7 separate regions of the Mus musculus genome follow, and all the other regions are linked to region 1. Evidence: chromatin contacts called from public promoter capture Hi-C data. All regions are on one chromosome and are shown on one strand. The core of a region is the stretch at or near the end of the contact, and the rest is flanking DNA. Distances in the headings are between cores, read along the strand shown. Region 1 holds the start of Rps6ka4 (ribosomal protein S6 kinase, polypeptide 4). Region 2 holds the start of Bbs1 (Bardet-Biedl syndrome 1 (human)). Region 3 holds the start of Dpp3 (dipeptidylpeptidase 3). Region 4 holds the start of Brms1 (breast cancer metastasis-suppressor 1). Region 5 holds the start of Yif1a (Yip1 interacting factor homolog A (S. cerevisiae)). Region 6 holds the start of Efemp2 (epidermal growth factor-containing fibulin-like extracellular matrix protein 2). Region 7 holds the start of Ap5b1 (adaptor-related protein complex 5, beta 1 subunit).

Evidence for each region. Promoter capture Hi-C pulls out the DNA fragments that hold promoters and counts their contacts.
Region 2: a contact with region 1 is called in a promoter capture Hi-C map of liver, with 7 times the contacts expected there. A contact is called at or near these places in 1 of 39 promoter capture datasets (liver) and 1 of 9 other capture datasets (liver).
Region 3: a promoter capture Hi-C map of liver shows a contact between it and region 1, with 5 times the contacts expected there. A contact is called at or near these places in 2 of 39 promoter capture datasets (both in liver).
Region 4: a promoter capture Hi-C map of liver shows a contact between it and region 1, with 4 times the contacts expected there. A contact is called at or near these places in 2 of 39 promoter capture datasets (both in liver).
Region 5: a promoter capture Hi-C map of liver shows a contact between it and region 1, with 4 times the contacts expected there. A contact is called at or near these places in 2 of 39 promoter capture datasets (both in liver) and 1 of 130 datasets of targeted methods (pancreatic cancer cells).
Region 6: a promoter capture Hi-C map of pre-B cells shows a contact between it and region 1, with 4 times the contacts expected there. A contact is called at or near these places in 2 of 39 promoter capture datasets (hippocampal neurons and pre-B cells) and 1 of 130 datasets of targeted methods (pancreatic cancer cells).
Region 7: a promoter capture Hi-C map of liver shows a contact between it and region 1, with 3 times the contacts expected there. A contact is called at or near these places in 3 of 39 promoter capture datasets (hippocampal neurons and liver).

Annotation. Positions count from the first base shown.
Region 1 is chr19:6,838,794-6,842,396 of GRCm38.p6, forward strand. It overlaps Rps6ka4 (ribosomal protein S6 kinase, polypeptide 4), which reads right to left and starts at 1,834. Exons shown (of 18, transcript NM_019924.2): 1 at 1,700-1,834; 2 at 1,541-1,612; 3 at 667-885; 4 at 459-574. The coding sequence starts at 1,754.
Region 2 is chr19:4,904,984-4,908,586 of GRCm38.p6, forward strand. Bbs1 (Bardet-Biedl syndrome 1 (human)) reads right to left here and starts at 1,644. Exons shown (of 17, transcript NM_001033128.3): 1 at 1,573-1,644; 2 at 1,159-1,235; 3 at 1,002-1,036. The coding sequence starts at 1,619. Dpp3 (dipeptidylpeptidase 3) reads right to left here. Exons shown (of 18, transcript NM_133803.2): 18 at 2,246-2,814. The coding sequence ends at 2,639.
Region 3 is chr19:4,926,287-4,929,889 of GRCm38.p6, forward strand. It overlaps Dpp3 (dipeptidylpeptidase 3), which reads right to left and starts at 2,001. Exons shown (of 18, transcript NM_133803.2): 1 at 1,934-2,001; 2 at 499-773. The coding sequence starts at 768. It also overlaps a transcript of Peli3 not described here.
Region 4 is chr19:5,039,582-5,043,184 of GRCm38.p6, forward strand. Brms1 (breast cancer metastasis-suppressor 1) reads left to right here and starts at 1,782. Exons shown (of 10, transcript NM_134155.3): 1 at 1,782-1,909. It overlaps B4gat1 (beta-1,4-glucuronyltransferase 1), which reads left to right. Exons shown (of 2, transcript NM_175383.2): 1 at 1-451; 2 at 726-1,553. The coding sequence ends at 917.
Region 5 is chr19:5,086,718-5,090,320 of GRCm38.p6, forward strand. It overlaps Yif1a (Yip1 interacting factor homolog A (S. cerevisiae)), which reads left to right and starts at 1,821. Exons shown (of 8, transcript NM_026553.4): 1 at 1,821-2,031; 2 at 2,702-2,913; 3 at 3,055-3,159; 4 at 3,287-3,365. The coding sequence starts at 2,001.
Region 6 is chr19:5,472,644-5,476,246 of GRCm38.p6, forward strand. It overlaps Efemp2 (epidermal growth factor-containing fibulin-like extracellular matrix protein 2), which reads left to right and starts at 2,047. Exons shown (of 11, transcript NM_021474.3): 1 at 2,047-2,131; 2 at 2,418-2,535; 3 at 2,765-2,813; 4 at 3,423-3,603. The coding sequence starts at 2,425.
Region 7 is chr19:5,566,367-5,569,969 of GRCm38.p6, forward strand. Ap5b1 (adaptor-related protein complex 5, beta 1 subunit) reads left to right here and starts at 1,658. Exons shown (of 3, transcript NM_001362046.1): 1 at 1,658-1,717; 2 at 2,074-2,241; 3 at 2,338-3,603. The coding sequence starts at 2,092.

The DNA of each region.
Region 1 (3,603 bases), core at 584-3,083:
ATCTCAGAACCCATGCAAAGGTGGAAGGATATTGTTAATGTCACAGAATCTGACCCACACATGTGCTCTGGCACATATGCACATACACACACCACACATGCACAAAATAAAAGCAAGTAAGAAGGGACTCAAGAAGGGCCACCAAAGGTACCCTGCATTGAGAAGTCCTGTGCACAGGCCCCAAGGCGCCCAGGAGTGTGAACAAAAAGCCCCATTTCAGAGGTCTTGGTAACTGAGGTCTGAGGTCACCACTTAAGGAAGTCCGATGAAGGTTAGCCTAGGTTCCTGTTGGAGGAAAGCCCCTTCCAGAAGGTTCTGGAGCAGAAGACCCTTCCAGGTAGTGCTGTCTCAAGCAGTTCTTTCAAGGTCCCCGCCCAGGCCACCCCTGAAACAGGAAGCCCCTCATTAGGTTCAGGGCAGTCCCAGGAGAGCAGCCAAAAGGCAGGGCCGTCTCTTACCTTGTGCAGGTGTTCCAGGGCCAGCACAATCTCGCCCCCATACACTCGAACCTCAGCCTCCTTGAAGTACTGGCGCTGGTAGAGGTGAGTGAACATCTCACCACCGCTCACGTAGTCTGGGAGTGAGGAGACGTTGAAATGTTTCCCTACAAGGTAGCCTAATCTAACTCCCGTCCCTCTCCAAAGCTGAGATGTGACAGGCCCTCACCCAGGATGAGGTGCAGCTTGGCATCCGTCTGGAAGGCGTAGTGCAGTGTGACCAGGAAGGGTGCTTGGCGAACCAGCTCCAGCACCGAGCGTTCGGTGCGGGTATGCTCCTGTGTCTTCGCGCGCTGCACCAACGCCGCCTTGCGTAGCACCTTCATGGCATAGAGCTTGCCCGCGTCGTGCCCACCCGTCTTCCGCACCAGGAACACCTTCCCATAGGCTGTGGGAGCAGCAAGCAAGCGGTTGGAAGGTGGGCTGTAAGTGCGAGGGCGGTGCAGACTGGTGGGAAGGGGGGTGCAAAAGGCTGACAGAGCCTTCTAAGGAGAAGGTGAGCCCTCCCTGGAGGGTGCTCGGTTAAGCCTGAAAAGCAATTTGCAGTGCAAACTAGCCTGGGGAGCTTGCAACTCCAGAAGGCCTGCGGGGCGGGGAAGGGGCGGGGCACGTGCAAACCTGGGATGATCAAGAGAGCTGAGAAAAGATGAAAACGCTGGCACCGGAGGCAGAGGCGCGCTCCCAGTCAGCGGAGGGATGTGCAAACCCGGACTGGGGAATTTGCAAAATACAAGAGTGGGGCTCGCAAGGGAAGATGGGGAGAGAAGCTGTGCAAAGCTCTTGGGAGGGAGTCAAAACCCCAAAGAGGCTAGGAAATCGCGGCAGGGGGCACGCACGCATAGGACTTTGCAGAGAAGAGTCCTGTCAACGTGGACGCCCGGCAAGTAGGCTCGGAACCCTGGTACGGTAGGGCGGGGCGGGCAAGGGGAGCTATGCCGGGAAAGGGTGGGGGGACCTCCCCAGCAACCAGGCCCAGGCCCAGGTCCAGGCGAGTGGGCGGGCAGAAGGCCCAAAGCACCATGCCAGTGAAAGCGGTTTCTCACCTCCCGTGCCCAGCACCTTGAGCAGCGCGAAGTTCTCCACGCTCACCTTCTCCTCATGCCCGGTGAGGTTGGCTGCGGACACAGGGGGGCGAGTGAGCCCAGAGGGTCGCTGACTCTTGCCACCCGTCCGGGAGAGCCGCCTCGGGATCCGGCACCCACCTTCGGTGATCTGCAGCTCCACGGCGCAGCCCTCGTCCTCATCCTCGTCTCCCATGGCGGGCGGGTCGCTGGGGCCCGCGCGGCTGGGGCTACGGGCGGCGCCGGTTACATGGCGGCTCCGGCCGGGGCGGGTGCTTCCTGGTGCCGCCTCTGGGGCCGAGCGGGCGCCGGCACCGCCTCCCGGCTCCCAGCCCGCCCCGTGCGGCCTGAGTCAGGCGGCTGGAACGTGACGGAGCGGGGCTGCGGGTGGGAAGCATCAGACGGTGGCAGGGTCTCCTGGCCCCGGGACCAGTGAGAGCCGTGCAGGGCCTTTGGGTGACATGTGGCTGCAGCTGGAGTAAGCCTCCTAGCCAGGTGTCTGTCCAGCAGGATATGGAGGACACTAGAGGTCTGTGTCCCAGGATTTGAGGAGGGCTGCCCACCCAGGCTGATGGAGCCCTCCCTCCCACGTGGCAGCCTTGCCTCTTCTGCTCCTCTTAGCCAACAGACACAAATCACAGCCCACTTCCTTCTTTAGGACCACTCGTTACACTCGTTAAGCTCAGCAAATACACTGGAGATCTTTATATTCCCTGGACACAGGAGCCCTAGGCTCTTGATGCTGGGCCGGCAATGGGCATCCTGAGAGTACACTTCAGAAACAGGAAGCCACTTTACATGGGTAAAGTTGCTTTTGCCCCAAAGGAGACCAACTGAGTTGGATGCCTAGTTCCCTCCCACATGGTAAAAAGAAAGAACCGACTTCCACAAGCTGCCCTTAGATCTAAGTGCCTGCACCTACATACAATGCAAACATATGGCATAATATAAAATAAATGTAATTTCAAAAAGAATTAAAGAGGGAGCCTGCAGGGCTGATTGCACAAGGACCCCACTCCACCTTTCCCAGGGAGCCCCACCCTCCCTGGGGCAGCCTCGGGTGCCCTGACTCACATCCTGCCACCCAGCCTAATTGTCCCTGTATTCGTTTGCTTCTTTGTTGCTGTGATAAAACGTTCTGACTTAAAGCAGCTTGGGGAAGGGGCAGTTATTTGGTTTGCAGGCTACAGTCCATAACTGAGGGAAGTCAAGGCAGAAACTCAAGGCTGGAACCTGGAGATCAGAACTGAAGCAGAGACCATGGAGGAGCACTGCTTATGATGAGGAGCACTGCTTATGAGGAGCACTGCTTACTGACTTTCATCCCTTGACTTTTTCAGCTAGCTTTATTACATAACCCAAGCCCATCTAGCTAGGGATGTATCACCCACAGTGACTTAGGCCTTCCTATAATCAATTTGCAATCAAGAAAATGCCTCCACAAATATGCCCATGGGCTAATCTGCTGGAAGCAGTCTCTCAGCTGTGAGGTTCCCTCTACCTAGGTGTCTAGTTTGACAAAAGAACTATGACATTTCACCCCGTCAGCTCGTCTGTGTTAAAGCATAGCCTTTCCTTTCTTATTTGTCCTTAAGGTCTCATGCTAGCATCCCAATATTTTAAGAAGGTAGCATACACCTTTAATCCCAGCACTCAGAAGGCAGAGGTAAGTGGACCTCTGAGTTCGAGGCCAGCCTGGTCTACAGAGTGAGTTCCAGGAGAACCAGGGCTACACAGAGAAACCCTGTCTCAAAAAAAAAACAAAACAAAACAAAAACAAAAAGCAAACAAACAAAAAAACCAATAACTGGATAGTCTTTATTATCTTTTTAAATAAAATCTAGTCTCTTAAATGTGGGCTACTGTAAAGTCTAAAATACTGACATACTTTAAGATTTCTTTATTTTATTTATTTATCTTCTGGCCTCAAATCATTGAAGCTGCTCTGCTCTGCTAGCCTGCCATCCACAGAACACATGGCTTGTCTTGAAGGCTTGAGTCAGTTCCTTTCCACAACTGCTGCTGTCCTTAGCATTTGTCCCACA
Region 2 (3,603 bases), core at 394-2,893, 1.9 Mb before region 1:
AATAATGATTAGACATAAAGAACTGGGACCTGCAGTGGGTAAAGGTGCGCACCACCATGTCTGATGACCTAACCTCAGTTGCTGGGACCTACATGACAGGAGAGAACCGACTCTCAAAGGTTGTCACCGGACCTCCACACTGCATGCATCCTTCCAACACTAGATAAATTCATTTTGATGCTGTGTTTTGGGATGCAGATTGCTCTGTTTGTTAGTTCGCTTTTGTTTTTTTGTTTTTGATGCAGTTTCACTAAGCAGACCTGGCTGGCCTTGGACTTCACAGGTCACCCTCAAACTCATGGATCGCCCTGTTTCTATTGCCCAAGTGCTGTGATTAGAGGCAGGCACTACCACTCCTGGCCCTCAAATTATTTTTTAGAAAATCATATGTCAGCAGGGCAGTGGTGAGGCATGCCTTTAATCCCAGCACTTGGGAAGCAGAGGTAGGCAGATTTCTGAGTTTGAGGCCAGCCTGGTCTACAGAGTGAGTTCCAGGATAGCCAGGGCTACACAGAGAAACCCTGTCTTGAAAAACAAACAAACAAAGACAAAAAAAAGAGAGAGAGAGAGAGAAAATCGTATGTCTTGGTACTATAAATCCACAACATCTTGCTGTTTAACCTCTGCAGATCATGTTATAAAATTAATGTTCACTTTCCAAATTACTAAGAAATTCTGGGGTTAGAGAGATGGCTCAGCAGTGAAGATCACTGGCTGTCCTTCCAGAGGATCCTGGTTCAAACTCCAGCACCTACACGGCAGCTCTCAACTGTCTGTAAATCCTGTTGCAAGGGATCTGAAACCTTACACAAGCACACACACAAGCAAAGCACCAACGCACACAAAATAAAAATACATCGTTAAAAGAAAGAAGTTGCAACGAAGTGTGCCTTTTTAGTACTGATGAGTTCCAGAGTATGTTGAGCCTCTTTGCAAATCTCACTTCTGAGTGTCACACACACACACACACACACACACCACTCAACTTTCTGATTGCCTACCTTGTACTCCCCATCGCCATGCAAATCTGCCAGTGCTAGAAAACACAAAAGGGTCGAAAAGGAGTCTCAGAATCTCAAAGATTTCTCCATGAAACCGTTCCCTGTTCCTCCCATCCTCCTAGAATCTGGGTGTCCCTAGATATGTCTAGAGACTCACACAGGCAGGAGGAGAAGGTGTGGATGTTGGCCATGGGGTCGTAGTGTGCGTCCAGCCATTTAGAATTGGCTTCGTTGCTGAGAGGGAAAAAAGATAGTTGGAAAGTGAGCCCCATGACGAAATAAATAAATAAATAAATAAATAAATAAATAAATAAAATCTCTAAGCGAGATGACGCCTGAAACAGAGCACGAACATCGAAAGGATAATACCAAGTCTAGATCTGAGCTCAATTGGCGCCCGGAGTGACCAGCCAATCACATACAGATACTTCTTGGCCATCAGCTTTCTTCTGATTTCTAAAGGGCCCTCCCAGAACTTCCACCGCTGCTCGAAAGCAAGAGCCCAGAACCCGCTACCAAGCACCATCTATTCATCTGAGGGAAAGGAAGCGGTGAGGATCCGGGACTTAACCTCTCAGCTCGCCCGCTGTCAGAATCCGATGAAGACGCCGCAGCCATTTTCCCAGGCGTCGCCTTGGCAACCAGCTCAGCCATCGCGCAACACCCAATAGAATCCGGGCATCCGAAAGCACAGGAACAAAGGTTCCGGGGTAAAATTGTCCCGGCTGGGACCAAATAAGCACTGGTTTCCTTGTCCTATGCAATGTTGACTTATGGTTTCTGCATTAAAGACAGGGGCCTGGGCTTTGAGGCCTGGGGAGGAGCGCTTTTTAGGGATTAAGACTAGACTGAGAAACAAATTAATGGGTGAGGATCTCATGTTAGTGTGTTACGGTTCTTTGGCTCCGGAAACATTTGAAAGTACAAGAGTGCTTGCTGCTCTTGCAGAGGACCCTGGACTGCTCAGCACCCACATGGCAGCTCACAATTCTGTAACCGTAGTTCCAGGGCATCTGATGGGGTCTTCTGGTCTCTGCTACCACCACCACACCCATGAAGAAAATGCACACGAACACACAAATCTTAAGAAATATGTCACAAAGAAGAGCTCCGGAACACGTTGTGAGTTTGTGCATTCCTTTGGAAATGATATTCAAAATCTTATTGTGGATTGGAAGCCTAAAGTGATGTAGTGTGCCCTCCCCTGGCTTTGAACTGGAAGAGAAAGAAACATACACTGCAGAGATGGTGGTCGTCATATTTATTTTTCTGGCTATAAAAGTAATACACGAAGAGCGCTGGATTTGGTGAGAATGCTTTGAGCCCTGGCTCTGTCACATGCCACCTGCCGGGTCTAGAACAGTCACTTCTCAGAATTGCCACCTTCCCATGTGGAAAACCGGACTAGGCACCCTGTTGAGCTCCGGCCATAGATGGCAGTGCAGATCCAGAAACTGAGGACATACGGTAAACTGCAAAGTGCTGACAAATGGAAGGGGTTCGCATCACCACCCTCAGCTGAGGTAGCACCAAAGTCCAAGCTCCTGCCCCTCCCTCCCCTGACTCCTAATCACACACAACTCAGAGCTACTGACAGCCCTGGTTTGACAAAGAGGGGAGAGACCACACAGATCTTCTCAAGCCTGGCCAGGTGGGGCCTCCTGGGCCTGGTTCCTCCAGAATCGGGCATCTGCTGCAGCCAGCTGGATAAGAACCTCCTCCAACTCGGGCCCATCCTCGGGAAACCGCTCACAGAAGGAGCGGATGAGACCAGCGGCTGAGGCCTCATACTCCACAAGTTGTACTTCTGAGCCTGGGGGATGGAGAGAAAACAGCAGCACAGAAAGATGTAGTTAGGGGCGGCGAGTTCTGAGCGAGCTCCGGCACAAACTGTCAATGTTCAGGATAGTTATCTAATTACCTACATCAGAATAACCCTGCCAGGAAGGCAGAATTACATGGGGGGAGACTTAGACTTAAATGAATTGCCACTTGACCTCATCCTTCCCTCAAGTCAAGATTTAAATCATGTCTGGCATGGTAGCACACACCATAATCCCAGCACTCAAGGAACTGGGGGAAAAGGATTATTAATTTTAAGGCTAGCCTAGGAAATCCTGGTCTCAACAAAGCCAACATAACCCCAACAATCACTAATAAAAATGACTGATAAAAGCACTCTGTCAGGGCTGGAGTGATAGCTCAGGGGGTTAGAGTACGAGTGGCTCTTGTTGAGGACTCTGGCTGCTCTTAGCCTGGCCTCCCGCACCCACACTGTGGCTCACAATCATCTGTAATTCCAGCCCCAGGGGATCCAATGCCCTCTTGTGGCTTCCAAGGGCACTGCATGCACATGGTACATACATACATGCAGGTAAAACACACATCAAATAAATAAATCCGAAATCAAATTTCAAGTGCTATGTTAGATCAAACAAGATAGTCAAGTTAGATCAAACTGCTTCATATGTCTAGATCGTGGGCAAGTTTCCCAGTTGCTCTCAGCCTCAGTGCCTTGTGGGTAAAGTGGGGCATGAGCACAGAACCTCTCCTCTTGTGCGACGGGGACTGCGTGGGACAGAGCGTCAGTGGGGTGCTCAGT
Region 3 (3,603 bases), core at 751-3,250, 1.9 Mb before region 1:
TATGTTTCTGAATTGATGCAATATAATAAGATTCAAGTATGGTATTTGGCTAATACATCCACCAACAAGAACTAAGAGACAAACAGAACATTCTACCCTTGGTATCTACCCAGGCTGCCTTCCTCTGTCCCTCAGTATCAGGTGTACAGTCATGGCAGACTGCTAAGAACTATGGTATCTAGGCTGGCCTCAGACTCACAGCAATCTTTCTGCCTCAGCCTCTCACGTATGGGAATTAAAGATGTGTGCCACCATGCCTGGCTTGTTTCCCTGTATCTTGAAGCAGGCACTACACTAATGGCAGACCATATGCACATTCTACAGAAAACAAGCCTGAAGCTACAGGGCTGTGTGTGTGTGTGTGTGTGTGTGTGTGAGCTAGCACCCTTTAGTCTAATCCTCTACCTAGTTGGAGAGAGAGCCCTATGCCCCTTGTTCCTGGTCCTTCGCACATCTCCAGAAGCCCCTCAGAAGCCAGGCGAGCCTGTGAGAACTGACCTGGTACTCTTCTTCAGTAAGACCCTCAGCCAGGGCATGTTGGCGCAGCTGGTCAGGGTCCTGGGCACGGAAGAGGCGGCTAAGCAGGGCATAGATGTAGGGGGCTTCAGGGGATGTCTGGAGCAGCACTGCCAGGCCCCCATACCAAGCAGCTCTAGACAGGTGATGGGCATAGAGGCGCTCTGTGGGTGACAGCAGGCGGAATGCCTCCCTGCAGTCCAGGCTAGACACACCAATGTCATTGGGCAGGATGTACTGGGTATCTGCCATGAGCCCTGCAAGAACACATCACAGTCATCTCAGAGAGCGCAGCATCTTCGCGGCTGCTCTGAAAGCTCATGAGCTAACTAACTTCTTCCATCCAGAAGTCCAGGAGGGAGTAATCCAGTCGCATCCATTCACCTGAAATGCTGGGATTCAAAGACTCAAATACTTGCGGGCCAGCTTTGGCCTGTGGCCTCTCAGACTTAAAATCTGAATCCAATCACTTCATATTACAGATGAGGACACTAAGGCCCAGGATGCCAAGTGTACGAAGGAAGAACCGGCAGAACACAGCCTCATTACTAGACTCCCAGCCCCAGCCACTCCCTGCCTCATCTCCACCTTCTCAGATGTCCTAGTCTCTGTTCAGAATTTCCCAACACCTCTAGCTCATCACAACTGCTGACAAAGGCTTCATGCTGGATATCCACCCCACCGTCCCAACCCCGCTCCACCAAAAGGTCTAAAACCCAGGGCAGCCGCTTCACCTCCCTGCACTGCTCTTTGCTCCTCTGCAACACTGACTGTGAGTATGACACCAAGCTCAACAGCTGGGTATGAAATCCAGGACAGGGATGTGACCCAGTTGGTAGAGTTTGTCTAACCAACAACCAGGCCCAGGGTCAGATTCCAAGGTCAGTCTGGGGTACATAAAACCTTGTCAAAAAATAAATCAAAAACAGCAATGATATTTTGTCCCAGCTTTTCCCTCCTAGCATCTGCCCCAGTCTCATGTCTTTCTTCAGCCCTTCACTATCCTGTTTTCTTCTGTTGCTCTGTTGGGAAGCCATATAAGGGCACAACCCATTTTCCAGATAGGAACCATATGACATTTGGAAAGCAAGCAACTTATCCAAAGCTTTTCAGCTCAGTTGGGACCCAAGGAATTCCGAACCCACCACATTCTCCACGCTCCGCCCCTGGCTAAGGACACGTTTCCACCCTCTGTACTCCTTATTTGCGCGGCTCCGCCCCATCTACCCCTTCGCTCGGAAAGAGGTGTTAACTCTTTACTGCCTGGAAATTCTCCTTGCCCAAAAGCTGGGAGAGATTTGGAAGAGGCACTGAAGGGTGGACAGAAAGGGGATGATCTTGCATGCACAGCCAGGCCTCGCTCTGATCTCCTGAAGATGACACACCGTGACCCCAAAACCAAGGCGCTGTACCTCACCTGCTGCAGCTGCTCCGTTCGCAAACTCACTTCCTGCTTCCGGCTCCCCGCCCCATTCATTGGGACACAAGCCCCGCCCCTACCGACCCGTAGTCGCCCCAGGGATCAGACGGACAGCAGCTACAGCCAGTAGAAGAACCGAAGACAGTTCCTCCCCTCATCTTCTCCCCGCCCCCAAGCGCTACGGGTGGTGCCTGCCTTGCAAGGACCGCGAGGCCTTGGCCTTTTGTCTGCTGGCCCTCACTGCACAGAGGCGTGGCGTAGGGCGATGTTTGGTGAAAAAGTTTGAGTTTCTCAGTACCCCGCGTGGCTGCTGTCGGGTACCGACAGAGGGGACTGACAAGGTCCCCAAACGTGAGAGTTCCTATACATCGGGAGCCTCCACACATGTAGCTGGGAGCCTGCTCTCTTTGGGGTTTCACCTCCAGTGTCCCTACCCTGGATTTGGCAGTTAGGAACCTCCACTTAGAGAAGACTATAATAATGTGGACCCCCTCCTCCCTGGATTTAGGATTTGGAGATGCTATTTGGAGACTACGAAGCTCTTACAAAGAGTGTATGTAGGCTGTGCGAATAGTAGTCCCATCCACCAGTAGTCCCAGGGGTGCAGAAAAATGCTACAGGTGCTCCACTGGGTCGCCATGGAAGCCATCCTTAAAACATTGGGAACCCCAGTTTCCTCAACGCACTTGAAGTCGAGGCCAGCTAGTAGCTGGCACTTTCTTAGTGTGACCACTTGCCAGCTAGAATAGAAAAGCGGTCTCCAGTGACATTGACTGGAGGGCAGCCCAGGATGCAGACAAGCATGTTGTTTACTCTTGGTAGTCAGGGAGGAGTCTTTCTGGGTGACCCATGGCTCTTGCAAGTACTTGCTGACCAGATGTGGTAAGCACTGCAAAGAGCTGGGGCCTGACTTAGGCTGTCTAGGGTTCAATCAGATGTCTGTCTCCTACCAGCTGTGTGACTTTAGATAGCTCACTTCTCTTACTCTGGAACACTGTCAGCTTTACTTCAGGACTAAGTCTACCCAAGGGATGGGCAGCCATCAAGAGGTAGTGCTGTCCCCTAGAGTTGTGTAGGAGGTAGTGTTTCGGGACTGAAATCCAACACACCTTCCTTACCTTGCCTATTTAGAGGGGCCAGAGCAACCATGTGCTTAAGGCCAGCCTTGTCACCACAGCGCTAGTAGCTCTTGGTTCTGATTGGTGAGTGTCATTATAAGGGGGAATTCTGTAAAAATGTGTCCCGAGGAAAGTCCTCTTCTTTCCTTTTGCCTGTTCTCATTGTTTCTAGACGAGGTATAAAGTTGTCTGACTGAGACCCAGTTGAAATGTAAGTGTAACCAGATAGGAAAATAAGGGCTATCCATAGCCACCAAGGGCAAATTCAGGCAAGTGAAGGATCCCAGGGCCCAAGACCCCCAACCAAGCTGCATGGTGTCGTGTTATAACCGCAGTCAACAGGAGTGCATGTTAAATGAAGTCCTTTACCAGCGGCTTGCCATATAGAATTTCATTTAATTCTTGCAAAAACCCTGAGATAACATATCACTGTTGTACCAATTGCACAGGTGAGAGGACCTTTGATTTTATAAGACCTTCCACTATACAGTTTCCACTCCTGCAGCAACACACACACAACACACATTTTCTCTCTCTCTCTCTCTCCTT
Region 4 (3,603 bases), core at 532-3,031, 1.8 Mb before region 1:
GACCAACACCTCCTATCCCAATAACCTGTTAAGGAATCTGGCTCGGGAAGAGGCCAACTACGCCCTGGTGATTGATGTGGACATGGTGCCCAGCGAAGGGCTGTGGAGAGGCCTGAGGGAAATGTTGGATCAGAGCAATCACTGGGATGGCACAGCCCTGGTGGTGCCTGCATTTGAAATCCGCCGGTCCCGCCGAATGCCGATGAACAAGAACGAGCTGGTGCAGCTCTATCAGGTGGGCGAAGTCCGGCCCTTCTATTATGGGCTGTGCACGCCTTGCCATGCGCCCACCAACTACTCCCGCTGGGTCAACCTGCCAGAGGAGAGCTTGCTGAGACCTGCCTACGTGGTGCCCTGGAGGGACCCCTGGGAACCATTTTATGTGGCTGGAGGAAAGGTGCCCACATTTGACGAACGCTTTCGGCAGTATGGTTTCAATCGAATCAGCCAGGTACTTAAAAGGGAGAGGGCATGTAGGACTAAGACTGGAGGCGTGTCAGGGGTGAAGTGGCCATTGGTGGAAAGGAGGCAGTGAAGCAAGAAGAAAGTGGTTGGATGATGGAGAATTGAGGACAGTGGAGTGGAACTTTAGGGATGATCATGTGGGCCCTGGGGATATCATTAAGTTATTGTGATTAAATCACTGTGACCTCTCCCTGTCTCTCTCCCTCTCTTCCCTCTCCCCTCCTCTATCTCTCCCTCCCCCCCCCCCGCCCCTTTTCCAGGCTTGTGAGCTGCACGTGGCAGGGTTTAATTTTGAGGTGCTGAACGAAGGTTTTCTGGTTCATAAGGGATTCAAGGAGGCATTGAAGTTCCATCCCCAAAAGGAGGCTGAAAACCAGCGCAATAAGATCCTTTACCGCCAGTTCAAACAGGAGTTGAAGGCTAGGTACCCCAACTCTCCCCACCGATGCTGAGTCCTTGTCTTCCATGGTCTGAGAATTGTCAGTATCTGGCTCCAGGCCTGACTGGGGTAAGAAACATGCCTCCACTTTACAGAGGTAGCTATGGGTTTGGAACACTGGACTTGACTATGGGGTGCTGGGAGTCAAGTCTCAGCTTTACCACTAACTAGCTGTGTGGCCTTGAGCAAATACTATTACTTCTCTGAGCCTCCGTTACGCCGTCTGTAAAAAGGGAGGTGAAAATACCTACCTCACAGAACTGTTGGCTCAGATGAGACGCTGTATGTGTAAACATCCTGTAAACTTCGTACAAATGTGAAGTATTATTAATATTGCTACAGTGTTATTATGATATTGTTACTATTAACCATGTTGGGTGGATAGCGGCAGAGCAAAAAGTTTGAATGGGCTAGAGGTGGGAAGCTTGAGTGTTTAATAAAATGAGGCTTTTGGAAAGAAAGATGAAAACGTAGAATGTAGTGCTAAGAACGTTTCCCGTTCTCTCATGCCTTCGCCCTCCGCCCTCCGAGATCCCTGAAGGAGGAAAGAGATAAAGGTTAAAGTCCCAGATCTGTGCCCTCCAGTAGGTTGGGCTGCTCATTTGCCTTCGGATGACATTATGTAAATAAACGAATGTCACACCCACAGCTGGCTCTGTTACTCTCCTAAGCCGAGGGGTGGTGGGCCGGAGCACCGTGTTAGACGGCGGTGGACCCAAGGACACCGACCACAATGCTAGGACAGGCTGAAGGCCTGGGTTACTGGGGGCCAGTTGCTATGGAGACCCGTCCGCCGTATCCCGGCATGCCTGGACACCAGTGGTTCCATTGTAAGCGCCACAAATGGGCGCCTCCTGATGACGCACACGGAAGCGTCGACACCTCCTGGAGAAAGAGAATCCTGCGCAGCACTGTTCCGGAGATCAACGGCGGCGGCGTTCACACCCTGGGTCGGACAGCTCTCCGGGAGTCCTGGACGTGAGGCCGGAGGCCCCAGTGTCTGCGGTGCGTATGGCCACGCCCGGCGCTGGGTTGGGCTTTCCGGATCGGAGCTAAAGCAGAGACTTAACCGGCCCGACTCGCGCGCTGGCCTGAGAGGAGCCCGCGGTTCCGAGGGTGGATCGAGGTGGGATAGTTCCTTGCGCCGCAGAGTTTGTCCTCTGTGTCTGTAGGGAGGGGTCTGCTTTCCCTGGAGGTTTGCTGTGGAGGTGCTTATACACCGCGCGTTTACCGTGTGCCTCTTCCACTCCCTACAACCCTCAGCAATGGTATATCCCCTATTTGTACCCGGGTTAAGGAGGGACGATTGGTTGTGACTTCATTTAACGAAGTCAGGATCAGAGTCAGCTGGAGGAAGGAGATCCTTGAATTCATCCTGCGTCTTAGAAAGAGTATATACAACGGTGAAAAGGAATTGCCAGTGTGGAGGGTCTGAGGCGTGAAAAGGGGAACAGTGAGGCTGTTTTGGAGATCTGGATTTTCAGAGCAGGAGGAAATGCTACTAAACTCTCCTGCAGGTCCGGCGCTATAATTACTTGCATGGGTGTGAAGGAGCGTTACTCCAAGTAGGGTTGCCAAGAAGGAAAAGCCAGTTTCTATACTGCAAAAGTTTATGTTGTTTAATTTGGGTTTAGAAATTCCCAGTCATCAAGTGAGCTGGCACTGCACTGGGCGAGTAGGACAGCCTGCTGCCCTGTCCTGATGAAACACCCACATTTCACTGGGTGGTCGGACATGAGACTGGGAGAATATGAGATAAAAAACAAAGAAACCTTTAATCCCAGCACTAGGGAGGCAGAGGCAGGCAGATTTCTGAGTTCGAGGCCAGCCTGGTCTACAGAGTGAGTTCCAGGACAGCCAGGGCTACACAGAGAAACCCTGTCTCGAAAAAAACAAAACAAAAAAAAACTTCCTGGGGGAAGGAGTTATGCCTTCCCCATGGGAAAGACTTACAGAGCAGCAACCAGAGATGTAGAAATCACACCAGTGTGAACTAGAAGCATCTACATCCAAGATGACCTATTCTCTCTGGGGGCCTGGCAGTATCAATCTCTCGTTGTCTCCTTCCTTCTGAAAATACCTTCCACCCTAACTCTTGGATTTTCAATCTGTTCTGCAGAGGTTTCTCCTCCTGCCTCCTTTGTTGACCTTGGGAATTCCAACAGAGGCCCCTTCTCACAGTTCCGCCTGAAAAGTCAGACTGCACAAAGCCTAAATAACTTGCCGTATGTAGCTAGAGGAGCCTGGGTCTAGTGGAAGTTCACATGCCTGTGTCCCTGGTCCCTTTTCTCACTTCTAGGTCTTTGTACTTGTTTTTCACTCTGCCTGGAATGTTCCATCTCAGGCGGCCTGGTCCTCACCTAGTCTGTCTCCCTCTGGAAGCTGTCACTGTAGCAGCAAGCTCCAGCTCCTGTGTAGACACCTCCCATAACACCTTAATTTGACTCTCTTCACACCATTATAAAGGTCTGCTTCTTTGCGTTTCTCCCAGAAATTTGTCATTTCCTCGAGGCCAAAGGCTGTCATAGCTATACTGTAGCATCTGCCACAGTCCACGGTGACTGTTGGTGCCTGGCACACTTTAGGTGCTTAGTAAATACTGGATAAGTAGGAAGAAAGGTAGGGGAGGGGCTTAGTGTTCACTGTTTCTGAAAGGTTACCTAAGGCAAGCACTGGCAAATGTTGGTGTTTGCTACAAG
Region 5 (3,603 bases), core at 571-3,070, 1.8 Mb before region 1:
CACGTACACCTGCATGCCAGAAGAGGGCATCAGATCCCATTACAGATGGTTGTGAGCCACCATGTGGTTTCTGGGAATTGAAGTCAGGACCTCTGGGTTTTTTTGATTGTTTGTTTGTTTGGTTGGTTGTTTTTTTTTTTTTTTTTTTCTGAGACAGGGTTTCTCTGTATAGCCCTGGTTGTCCTGGAACTATTTTGTAGACCTCGAACTCGTGATTTTGTAGGCTGGCCTTGAACTCGTGATCCTCCTGCCTCTGCCTCCTTCACCAAATCCTACCGGCGTACGCATCCACAACTGGCAAGATTTATTTATTTATTTTATATATACAATACACAATAGCTGTATAGATAGTTGTGAGCCATTGTGTGGTTGCTGGGACCTTCGGAGAGCAGTCAGCCAATGCTCTTAACCACTGAGCCATCTCTCCAGTCCCGATCTCCCCCCCCCCCCAAAATTAATTACATGTTAAATGTATTTGTTCTGTGTATCTCTCTCTGGGCGGGATGGTGCAAAGAGGTGCACTTTAACATAGCTCGAGTGTACAAATCGGAGGAAGATTTTTCGGAGTTGGCTCTCTTCTTCCACCGTCTGGGAATTGAATTTAGGTTCTCAGGCTTGGCAGTCTGCTGAGCCATCTCACAAGCAAGCTAACATGACTCTTAAAGGATTTGGACAAATGGATAAAAAGGGAAAGGCATATCTCCCGCATCCCAGGCGGAGGAGCAAAAGCAGCTGTTGGACAGCATGGGCTGAGTTTGGGGATCAGAAAAGTCTGACCTTATGCAACTAAACGCTGAGTAGTTAGTCAGCTGTAAGTATCCGAGGGTGTGTCATGCTATCTAGAGAATAGTACCTGACAGTCTGTGAGAGAGGGACCCTTGGAGGGATTGTCTCCAGCGACGATGGGAGTGGTTACAGCCTGGGTGGGAAGAAAAGAGCCTAGGAGACTAGGAGTGAAGCTTACGGGCCTCACTTGGAGATCACAGGACTGGTGATGACTCAGGAGACCTTCAGGAGACAGGTCACTACACCTCTGCCTCCCAAATCTCCCGGACCACTGGAGAAAGCGATGGAACAAGGCCCAGTACAGATTCCTGTCCCATGTATACCACCAGGACTTCGTATCTTCTGGGTGGTCTCAGTTTCTGTCTCCTGCCCCATGCGTGAGCGCGTGTGTGCGTGTGAGTGCGTGTGTGCATAACGTATTGAGCGCGATTCCAAACCCTCCCAGCAGAGGCCCTCGGGGATGAGCCCAGCGGCGGACTCTACAGGGCATTTTCAGCACCAGCCGACGGACAGCACCAGTTCTGAAAGGAGTGGGAGGGCGGAGGAGGAGTCAGCGTTCCAGGGCTCAGGGCCGCGCTGTCACTCTCCCGGTGCGGGCAACAACAACAATTTCTAGCAGGCCGGAGCTCCAAAACAGGATGGAGTGAATTGGAGGAAAGAGCACAGAGTAGGGGCAGGGATCAGTCAGAGCTTGACCGACCGCCGCATTCCTCTTGGACTGCATTGCGGCGGAGCCAGCTTTGTGCCCTGACTAGTTGGGTCGGTCAGGACTTTAATCTTCCTATTGGCGTAGTCGTGGCAAGGAGCGTCAAGCGCCTCTTGGCGCAGACGCGGAACTAAGTTACAACTCCTTCTCACCTATTGGCTGGTAGCGCCGCAAATTAGCCAGCCTACTAGTCAATCCGAGAACATCTTGAGTAGCTCCGCCCCCTATCTGTCGGAAGTTGAATATGACAAAACCCGATTGGAAGAGAGCTCACCAGTAGCCAATTGAAAGTGTAAAGGGGGAGAACCAGCTCTTCCGACGAGCCAATGGTAGACAGCGAAGTGTGACGCCAAGGACATGGCGGCCGCGATCGGACAGCCCTGGGACGTGTCGGGCCGTCGGGTAACTTCGGTCAGGACCAGGCAAGAGAAGTAGCTGTTTCAGTAGTGTTCGTACCCACGACTCAGCGAAGTACCCACGACCCTTGGGTAGAGCGAACGTCACGGCCATGGCTTACCATTCGGCATATGGAGTCCACGGTGCGTGAGGAGTGGGGAGGGCGGGGCGCGGCCTGGCAGCGGGGAGCCAAATACGCTGAGAGACCCACTGGTTCTGTTGGAGAGGGTCTGCAGTGACCGCTGCCCAGGGCGGGGAGAGTGTCTCTCGGGTTCCTGCCCTGCCACACTGCAGCGTGTCCTGGACTTCGCCCTTACTAGCCAGTCCTGAGATCAGGCTGCGACAGCACTACTGGGATCCTCAAGTCTAATCCTGCTTGTACCGAATTTGCCTCCAGAACTTCCTTTCCCTCTTACAACTCGGGCAGCATTCCTGACCACTGTCCAGGGACTCCGAATAGCCAATATTGCCTTTTCTACCTGTGTTAAGTCAAGGAATGTCTTTGCGGTGATTGTGCCCAAGCAAACGTCTTTTCACTCGCTAGTACTCAGAGATCATTTCCCTTGAGAGACTTCCTAGAAACCCCAAATGGGTAGCCATGTTTAGGCACACCTTTCCCACTGCATGCAGTAAATGATCCCCCACCCTGACCCCCCGAAGGATAGGAGATCGACTTTAAAACTCATCCTGCCTTTTCCTCAATTGTTCGGTGCCTTAGGACCTATGCACAGCTTCCCAGCCTGGGGAAAGGGCAGTGGTCTGGGTTCTTGCTCTGTAATTCTGTAATCTACTTTGGTCCTCTCACACCTGCAGGTTCCAAGCATAGGACCCGGGCAGCTCCAGACCCTCCTCCACTCTTCGATGATACAAGTGGTGGTTATTCCAGCCAACTGGGCGGATACCCAGCCCCAGGAGCTGATGTAGCCTTCAGTGTCAACAACCTGCTTGGAGACCCAGTGGCCAATATGGCAATGGCCTATGGCACCTCCATAGCATCCCAAGGGAAGGACATAGTGCACAAAGAGGTGTGCCCTGGGCTCCCGGGAGGAGGGAGGCAGGGCTTCTGGCCAGGGTTGGGGTGTCACAGGATCCCATCTTACTCCCCAGGCATCCTTTAGGAAGGATCACGGTAGGGCTCATCCATAGCCTCTTCTCTTTACTTCCAGCTGCACCGTTTTGTGTCCGTGAACAAACTCAAGTATTTTTTTGCTGTGGACACAGCCTATGTCGCTAAGAAGCTAGGGCTATTGGTCTTCCCATACACACATCAGGTGAGCTTCCCACCAGGAGAGCTGGCCAGCCTCTCCCCACTCGCGGATAACCTGACTGATCATCAGATCTCAACCCTCTCTCTCTTTCTCTCTGCTCCTGTTTACCCGACCACCTCGCCACGGCCAGAACTGGAAAATGCAATACAGCCATGATGTGCCTCTGCCCCCGCGGAAAGATCTCAATGCCCCTGACCTCTATATCCCCAGTGAGTCTCTGATGTGGGGCTTGGCCACAAAGGGGACTTGTGCCTTGAGCATAGTTAGGAAGACGATTCTGTTAATGACCCAGCGTTCATTCCTGGAGCTTTCCACGTGGGACTGTTACTAGACACTAAGTTGACAGGATGACCAGTAGGAAACTTCCTGAATGACCTTGATTTTTTTTTTTTTTTTTTTTTGGTTTTTCGAGACAGGGTTTCTCTGTGTAGCCCTGGCTGTCCTGGA
Region 6 (3,603 bases), core at 797-3,296, 1.4 Mb before region 1:
ATACATTCACATCCATACACACACACTCATGTACATACACACACACACACACACTCTAGTGTGTCAGGAGTTAGTTCCTGGGATTGAACTTTGGATCTTGGTAATGCTAAGCAAGCAGGATGCTACTGAGCTACACCCCTCACCCTCTATTGCTTAAAAAAGTCAGTGCTGGAGAAATGGCTCCAGTATTCCTCTTCCGGATGACCTGAGATTGGTTCCCACATCGGGCAGTTAACAACTTCCTGTAATTCCAGGTCCAGGGGACACTGCTGGCCTCTGTGGACACCTGCACTCGGGTGTATATACCAACACACAGATACACATGTATATGCATCATTAAAAGTTAATTTTTTTATTTTTTCTTTTTTTTTTTTTAAAGATTTATTAATTTATTTCATGTATGTGAGTACATTGTTGCTGTCTTCAGACATACCAGAAGAGGGCATCCAATCCCCATTACAGATGGTTGTGAGTCACCATGTGGTTACTGGAAATTGAACTCAGGACCTCTGGAAGAGCAGTCATTGCTCTTAATTGCTGAGCCACCTCTCCAGCCCGTTAATTTTTTTTTCTTTTTTCTAATCAAGGCAATGGAAGCTGAGGAAATGTCTTATTGGGTAAACCGCTTGCTACACAGCATGAGGGTCTGGGTTCAGATTTCCAGCCCTAGCATAAAGGCCAGCTATAGTGGTGATGCAGGTTTGTAACCCTTAGAGGGCCAGGGAGGTGAAGACTGGCAGACCACTCTGGCACTCTGGCCACGCAATCTAGCTAAATTAGTAATTTCCAGCGACAAACCCTGTCTTAAAACATAAGGTGAATAGGTACACACGAATATACCACATACATTACCACTCAGACAGTTAAATGAAATGAAGCAGATTTTTTTTTTTAAACGTCAAGGCAGAGCGGAGCATGGTAGTGTACACCTTTCATCCCAGAGCCTAGGAGGCAGAAACAGGCGGATCTTTGTGAGTTCGAGGCCTCATCTACTTAGTGAGTTCCAGAACAGTCAGAGTTACACAATGTGAGACCCTGTCTCAAAATGACAAAACAAAAACAAACAAACAAACAAGATGGAAAGAGGTTGGGTAAGGGAAAGTTAAGGAAGACCTGGTTATTGCCGCTAGCGGTCTGGGCCAGGCACGGGAACCCTGGACACGCAACCCTTTCCCGTCTAGGCCCGCCTTGAGACGTGGGCAACGCGAAGTCCCGCCCATTCACCCCTTCCTGGGCGCTGGAGGCACCCAGACTCCGCCTCCAAGGCATGATCTCCGCTGGGGGCGGAGGCGGAAACTGGGTGGGGGACTTGGATGGGAAGAGGCTCGGGAAAGGGCTGGCACTGGGCCCTAGTGTCCTCCGCGCCCAAGTTCAAGCTTGCCCGCCTTCCCAGGGGCTTCCATTCATTTCGAGCCAAGAATACTGCTGCCCTCTCCCCCATACTACTGTAGTTTTGCGCTGGCACGGCTTGGGGAAGCAGTACCCCAAGTAAAGAGACCACCTGGAGGCCGTGGATGTGGATGCAGAGGGAATTGGACAATTAATTTGGACAATTAATTAAGTTGGACGAGGGTCTGGAAACCTTGGATGAAGTTTTAGGATCATCTAAGTGATGATGGTTTAACACTGGATAAAATTCTGAAAGGAGTAGAATTTGAAGCTCTGAGGATTAAATGCCTAGTAGGTTCTGGGAGGCGCAGAATCGGGTTACACGGAGGTGCGAATGCACAGCATGGGATTCCGGAGGCACAGGTTAGATAGGGTCTAGGTGGGCAGAATAACATTTTGAGTGAAGGCCCGGGGTCCTTAGGTGAGTTTGGGGGCCAAGCATCAAGGTCAGTGGCCTAAGGATCCAAACTTTGGGAAACTCTGGCTGGGCGTCCGCAGGCGACTCCAGGCAGCGCCGCGGGGGACCGGGTGGGGGCCTGTGGCCGGCCGGGGCGGAGAAGCCGGGGGGTCGGGGTCCCTCCCCCTGGCGCGGGCTCAGGAATCCGCCGAAGGGCGGGCGGAGGCGCCGGGGTGGGCCGCGGCCGGCGGGCGGGCGGGGGGCGCTTCCTGGGGCCGCGCGTCCAGTGAGCTGCGCGGTCCGTCCGTCCGTCCGCCCGCCCGCAGGCACTGCTGGAGTCGACGCGTGAGTGGCCTCCAGCGGAGGGAGGGCGCGGGCCGTTTGGCGGCCGAGTCGGTGCTGCGCGGAGCGGGGAGGCCTGCGCTTCACGACTCGCGGGGCGGGGGCGGGGCGGTCCGGGATTGCGGGCCTGGGCCATAGGCCTGCGAAAGGATTCTGTCCCCAGCCCTGGAAGGTTCCAGCCTCAGCACAGTCCTGAGACGAGACAGCTGGGACCCAGGCTCCCCTTCCAGATAGAGGGAATGGGGGGTGCTGTGGCAGAAACCCCTGACTTCTGCCCACCACCTCCCAGCCTCAGGATGCTCCCTTTTGCCTCCTGCCTCCCCGGGTCTTTGCTGCTCTGGGCGTTTCTGCTGTTGCTCTTGGGAGCAGCGTCCCCACAGGATCCCGAGGAGCCGGACAGCTACACGGTGGGGACCGTGGGGTCACCAGCTTGGGATGGGATGGGAAGGACAGTGAGATCAGGATCCTGGGGAGGCTGCTTCTGGGCAAGATTCTCCCCGGCTTGGTTGGTGGAAAGCTGGAGGCCATTGTGTGGAGCTGACCCGAGCATGACTCTGAACTCTGGCCCTGGTCTTGGCCTGGCTAGTTGGTGGAGACAGCCAGGGTGGTCACTGGCCACATCGGGTTCCCTTCCAGGAATGCACAGATGGCTATGAGTGGGATGCAGACAGCCAGCACTGCCGGGGTGAGTCTCTGTCTGGGGTACTAGCCATCTTCAGGAACTGGGAAGGGGGTTGTTGTTTCCCAGGGATACCTTACCTCCCAGAGCTGCTGCAGGAACTTGATGGCCCTTTTCCCTGTCCAGCTTGGTAGCCAGCCATGCTTCCCTTGTGCCACTCAGTTAGGAGCCCTGCCCCTTCAAGAAGCTGGACAAACGGCCTCTATCCTGCAGGAGGGAAGGGAGCACCTGGCTATTGCCCAGAGAGAAGGAAATACGCACACCTTCCCTGGACTGCACTGTACCTGCCTAGCCCAGCTCTTTATCCCAATGCAGCCTGGGAGAGCCGTGCATGCCCCGTGGGTCGGCAGGCCCGCAAAATTTCTCTTGGGCAAAGGTAGAGGCAGGGATTTGAGGAGGCAGGAGAATGGAGATACCAGTGTGAAACAGGGGGCCCCACTCCCAGTCCTGCCAATCCCTGGCAGGGCTTCTGGGTCAGCAGCCTTAGTTTGCCTAGCAGAGAGAAAGTCTTGCTCTGTTGCTCAGCTTAGAGAAGGCCAAGTTGGGCATCTGCCTCCCACTACCTCCAGGGCCAGCCCAGGTGACTGGCTGTGCCCAGCAGGCCCCTCTCTGCAGATGTCAACGAGTGCCTGACCATCCCGGAGGCTTGCAAGGGTGAGATGAAATGCATCAACCACTACGGGGGTTATTTGTGTCTGCCTCGCTCTGCTGCCGTCATCAGTGATCTCCATGGTGAAGGACCTCCACCGCCAGCGGCCCATGCTCAACAACCAAACCCTTGCCCGCAGGGCTACGA
Region 7 (3,603 bases), core at 408-2,907, 1.3 Mb before region 1:
TCACACACAGTTCTGGAAACCACACATGCCACCTCAAAGAACCAAAGCCCAGGGAGGCTGGAGGCTGGCAGAGGCTACAGCATCAGAAGCTTGGGACACAGCCAGAGTTGGACTCCCTGACCCCTGGAAGCCCCTCCCCTCAACTGTAACAGGGTTTAATAATCCTTTCTGGCTACCGAGAGCTGGGACACCAGACCTGCAGTTATCAGCGCCCTCTGGGCCTCAGACAGGGCAACCAGACAGGCTCCTACTCCAACCTGCCTTCCCAGCCCAGGGCTGCTCTCACCCTGGCCTCTTTCATCTTGGGCCTAATTAGCCGGGCGCCCCACCCCAAAGCTTCTTAAACAGGAGTCATCACTCCCAATTTATAGATGGGGAAACTGAGGCACCTAGAGGGAAGTGGTTTAGAGCTGTCGCCTGTGAGTCAGCTGTGGAGCCAGAGCCCAGAAGAGCAGAGACCAGGTCTTCTAGCTCCCCGTGCCTCCCCCAACGCCCCCATGTCTCCATTCTCTCTTCTTCTACCCTTGTTCTGGGGGCCCAGGCAGTCTTCTTTTTAGGACCCTACCTCACCACTCTCATCTGCAGCCAGGTCAGGATAAGGGGCTAGGAAGGAACTTGGGCCACCCAAAGGGACAAAGACAAAGAAATAGCCAGAGGCTAGCAATGGGGGCTCAGGTGTTTCATCTTCAAAGTGGCTAGCAGGAGGCTTTATAGGACGGTGAGTATGAGATTTGGACGACAGAAGGTCTGAGCCCCTGAAACTAGCGGGCCAGTGAGCACCCACAGCCTGGGACTCGCCAACAAGCCCAGATACAGTCCTCTGGACTCTAGTAGGTAGCGTGTGTACTACTTGGCCAGAAGTCTGGCAGCCCGGCCGTTGTCTTCTCAAGCCTTGGTTTCTCGGTTCATATTAGGTGTGTTACGAGCTGAGTGACCCTCCAGGCCCCGCCAACACGCACACCTAGAGTCAGGATCCCGTTGTGTTTCGGCTTCGCTGCGTCTTAAGGTCCCGCCCTGCTCGCTCTACTCTAGCGCGCCCGACCCCTGTAGGCAATCCGTGCGACTTCGGGCAAAGGTCAGCAGCTACCATCCGGCTGCGACCCTGGCCCCGGGTCCTCGCCTCCAAGCAGAGCGAGGTGGTCCCCCCCAGCACCCCCGACGCCAGGTCAGCGTTGAGGACGCCAAGCCAAGCCCTGCGGCGCCGGTTCGACCGGTCCCGCAGTGACCCACGCCTTGCTCTTCCTGCTCTGCCCTGGGACTGCGCCTCGCGCGCCACCCAGCGGCCGCCCGAAGACCCGCATTCAAGCAGCCGGGCCAAGCGCGCAGTCACCGGGCCCGGGCGGGAGGACTGGGGGACGCGCTGGCCGCCTTCCCGATCTGCCCAAGCCGCTGTTCTGCTCCAGGGCCTGGGAACGCAGTTCCATCGGGGAGCGGACCGGGAGCCCGGCCCACCAAACCCCGCCCCTGCCCGTGCCTGCGGCAGTTTCGGGGCAGGGGGCCTGCACGGCGAGACAGTTACTCAGACCTGGCGAAACCGGCGAGTCGGCACCTGCCGGCCTGGCGGGCGTGGCAGGCGGAGGCTCCGTTACGCCCCGCCCCCGGGCTCGCCCCGTCCCGGCCGCCCACGCGCCGAGCGCCGCGCCCCGCCCCGGCCCGCGCCGCCAGCCTGCCAGCCCGGAAGGAGCCGACCGAGCGCCCGCGGCAGCTGACTCAAGCGGTGAGAGAGGCCGACCCGTTACCACGGGCGCCAGGGGCGCGAGCGACGCTGTGGTTTCGATGCCCTTCGTAGGCGGGAGGCTTAATGAGCTCTCCGCACGCACCTTCTGGGCACCCCCACCCCGATCCTGCGGGTCCTATCCTGCAGGGGCCCGGGCTGTTGCTTCCGGCATTATCTCCGAAGCCTCCAGAGTTCATCTCGGGACCTAGGCATTGGGGGGCGGGGAGGGGTCTGCAAGACGGCCCTAGGGTAACAGCAGCCCCTCGGGAAGGTGGAGGACCTGGGCGCCCTCTAGTGGCCGTAAAGGCCTGCGCGTCGTCCTCGCCTCGGTGTCTGATGCTCTCTTCCCTTTACAGAGAAGTGGATGACTGACCATGGGGCCCCTAGGTCGAGAAGCCTGGGCCCAGCGCCTGGGGGCCTTCCGAGCCAGCCCATCCGCCTTTCTGGCAGGTGCCGAAGGTGAGGATTTGGGTCGCGACCTGTTGAGTGACCTAAGGAGTGAAAAGCTAAGCGAGCAGACCAAGGTAGGTCCTGCCCGTGTGCCCTGCCGTGGTCCATATGGTTGCTTCATACTACCGCATGCTGAACTCAACGAGTTCCTCTTAAATCCCCCATCTCAGGTTTCCTTACTGACACTGAGCTTGGAGTACTCTGATAAACTTTGGCCTGATGCACCTGCCGCGGAGGCTGCTGCCACTTCCCTGTTGGACACGCTTGTCCTCCTGCCCACAAGACCTTCAGCTCTCCGGAGGCTCCTGTTGTTGGCAGCCACTACAGCCCTGGTGTCAGGAGATGCTCTCGGACCCACTTCGGGAGCTTCCTGCCGGCTTCTGCCCTTACTTCTTGGCTTAGCTTCAGGCCGAGACTTGGGACGAAGCTTTGGAACCCCTTCAGAACAGCGCCATCTACAGGCCACAGCCTGTGAATGCCTTGGAGAACTTGAGCGCTGTAAGCCTGGGCTGCTGGCCGGCGCCCTGGGGATGCTGCGGAGCCTCCCAGGGCAAACAGGTCCCATCCAGCCTGTCAGCCTGCTTCTGGCCCTTGTTCTACACGACACCTTGGTGGTACAGTCCAGGTCTGGGGCTGGCCTGCAAGGCCTGCTGGTGGCTGAGGACTTCTCCACTGGGAGTTGTCCCTGGGACTGGACCCTGGCTGAGGAATGGGATGCCCATCTTAAGCCCCAGGGGCCCAGCTGGCCCACAGCTGGGGAGGAGGAGCGTGGCTTTCCGGTTCTAGAGCCCAGCCCCGAGGACGCCCGAGAGCTGAAGGCTGCCGTGGCCCAGCTTCTGGACACTTCCTATCTGCTCACTCCTGTGGCTCAGGCTCAACTTCTGTGGCTGTTGGGCTGGGCCCTCCGGGGTCTTCGGGGACAGCCACCAGTGCTTTTCAAGCCACAGCTGGTTCGGCTGCTGGGCACGGCACAGCTGACACTGTTACACTCAGTTCTGTCTCTGAAGGCGGCCTTTGGCGAGGCCCTGTTCACTGCACAGGATGAAGCTCTGCTCCTCCGCAGGCTCACCTTGGGAGCCCAGCACCCAGCTTTACCCTCGCCCACACACCTCTTTTACCTGCATTGCATCCTGAGCTTCCCCGAGAATTGCCCACTAGGTCCAGAGGGGGAAGAGGCTGCCCCGCTGCTGTTGGGGCCCCAGCTGTGCCGGGGCCTCATGCCCAGTCTCCTTCATGACCCAACGGTTCTCCTGGCCCGCCTGCATTTGCTGTGTCTGCTCTGTGCTGACGATGAGGAAGAGGAGAAAGACCAGACTCAGGGCCCACAGTGGTTCCTACAGGAGGTGCTGGCTGGGCTACAGCAAAGGGCAGCCCTGGATGGTGGTCCCCGGGCCTTGGCCACTCTCTGTTTCCAAGCCTCATACCTTGTTACTAAC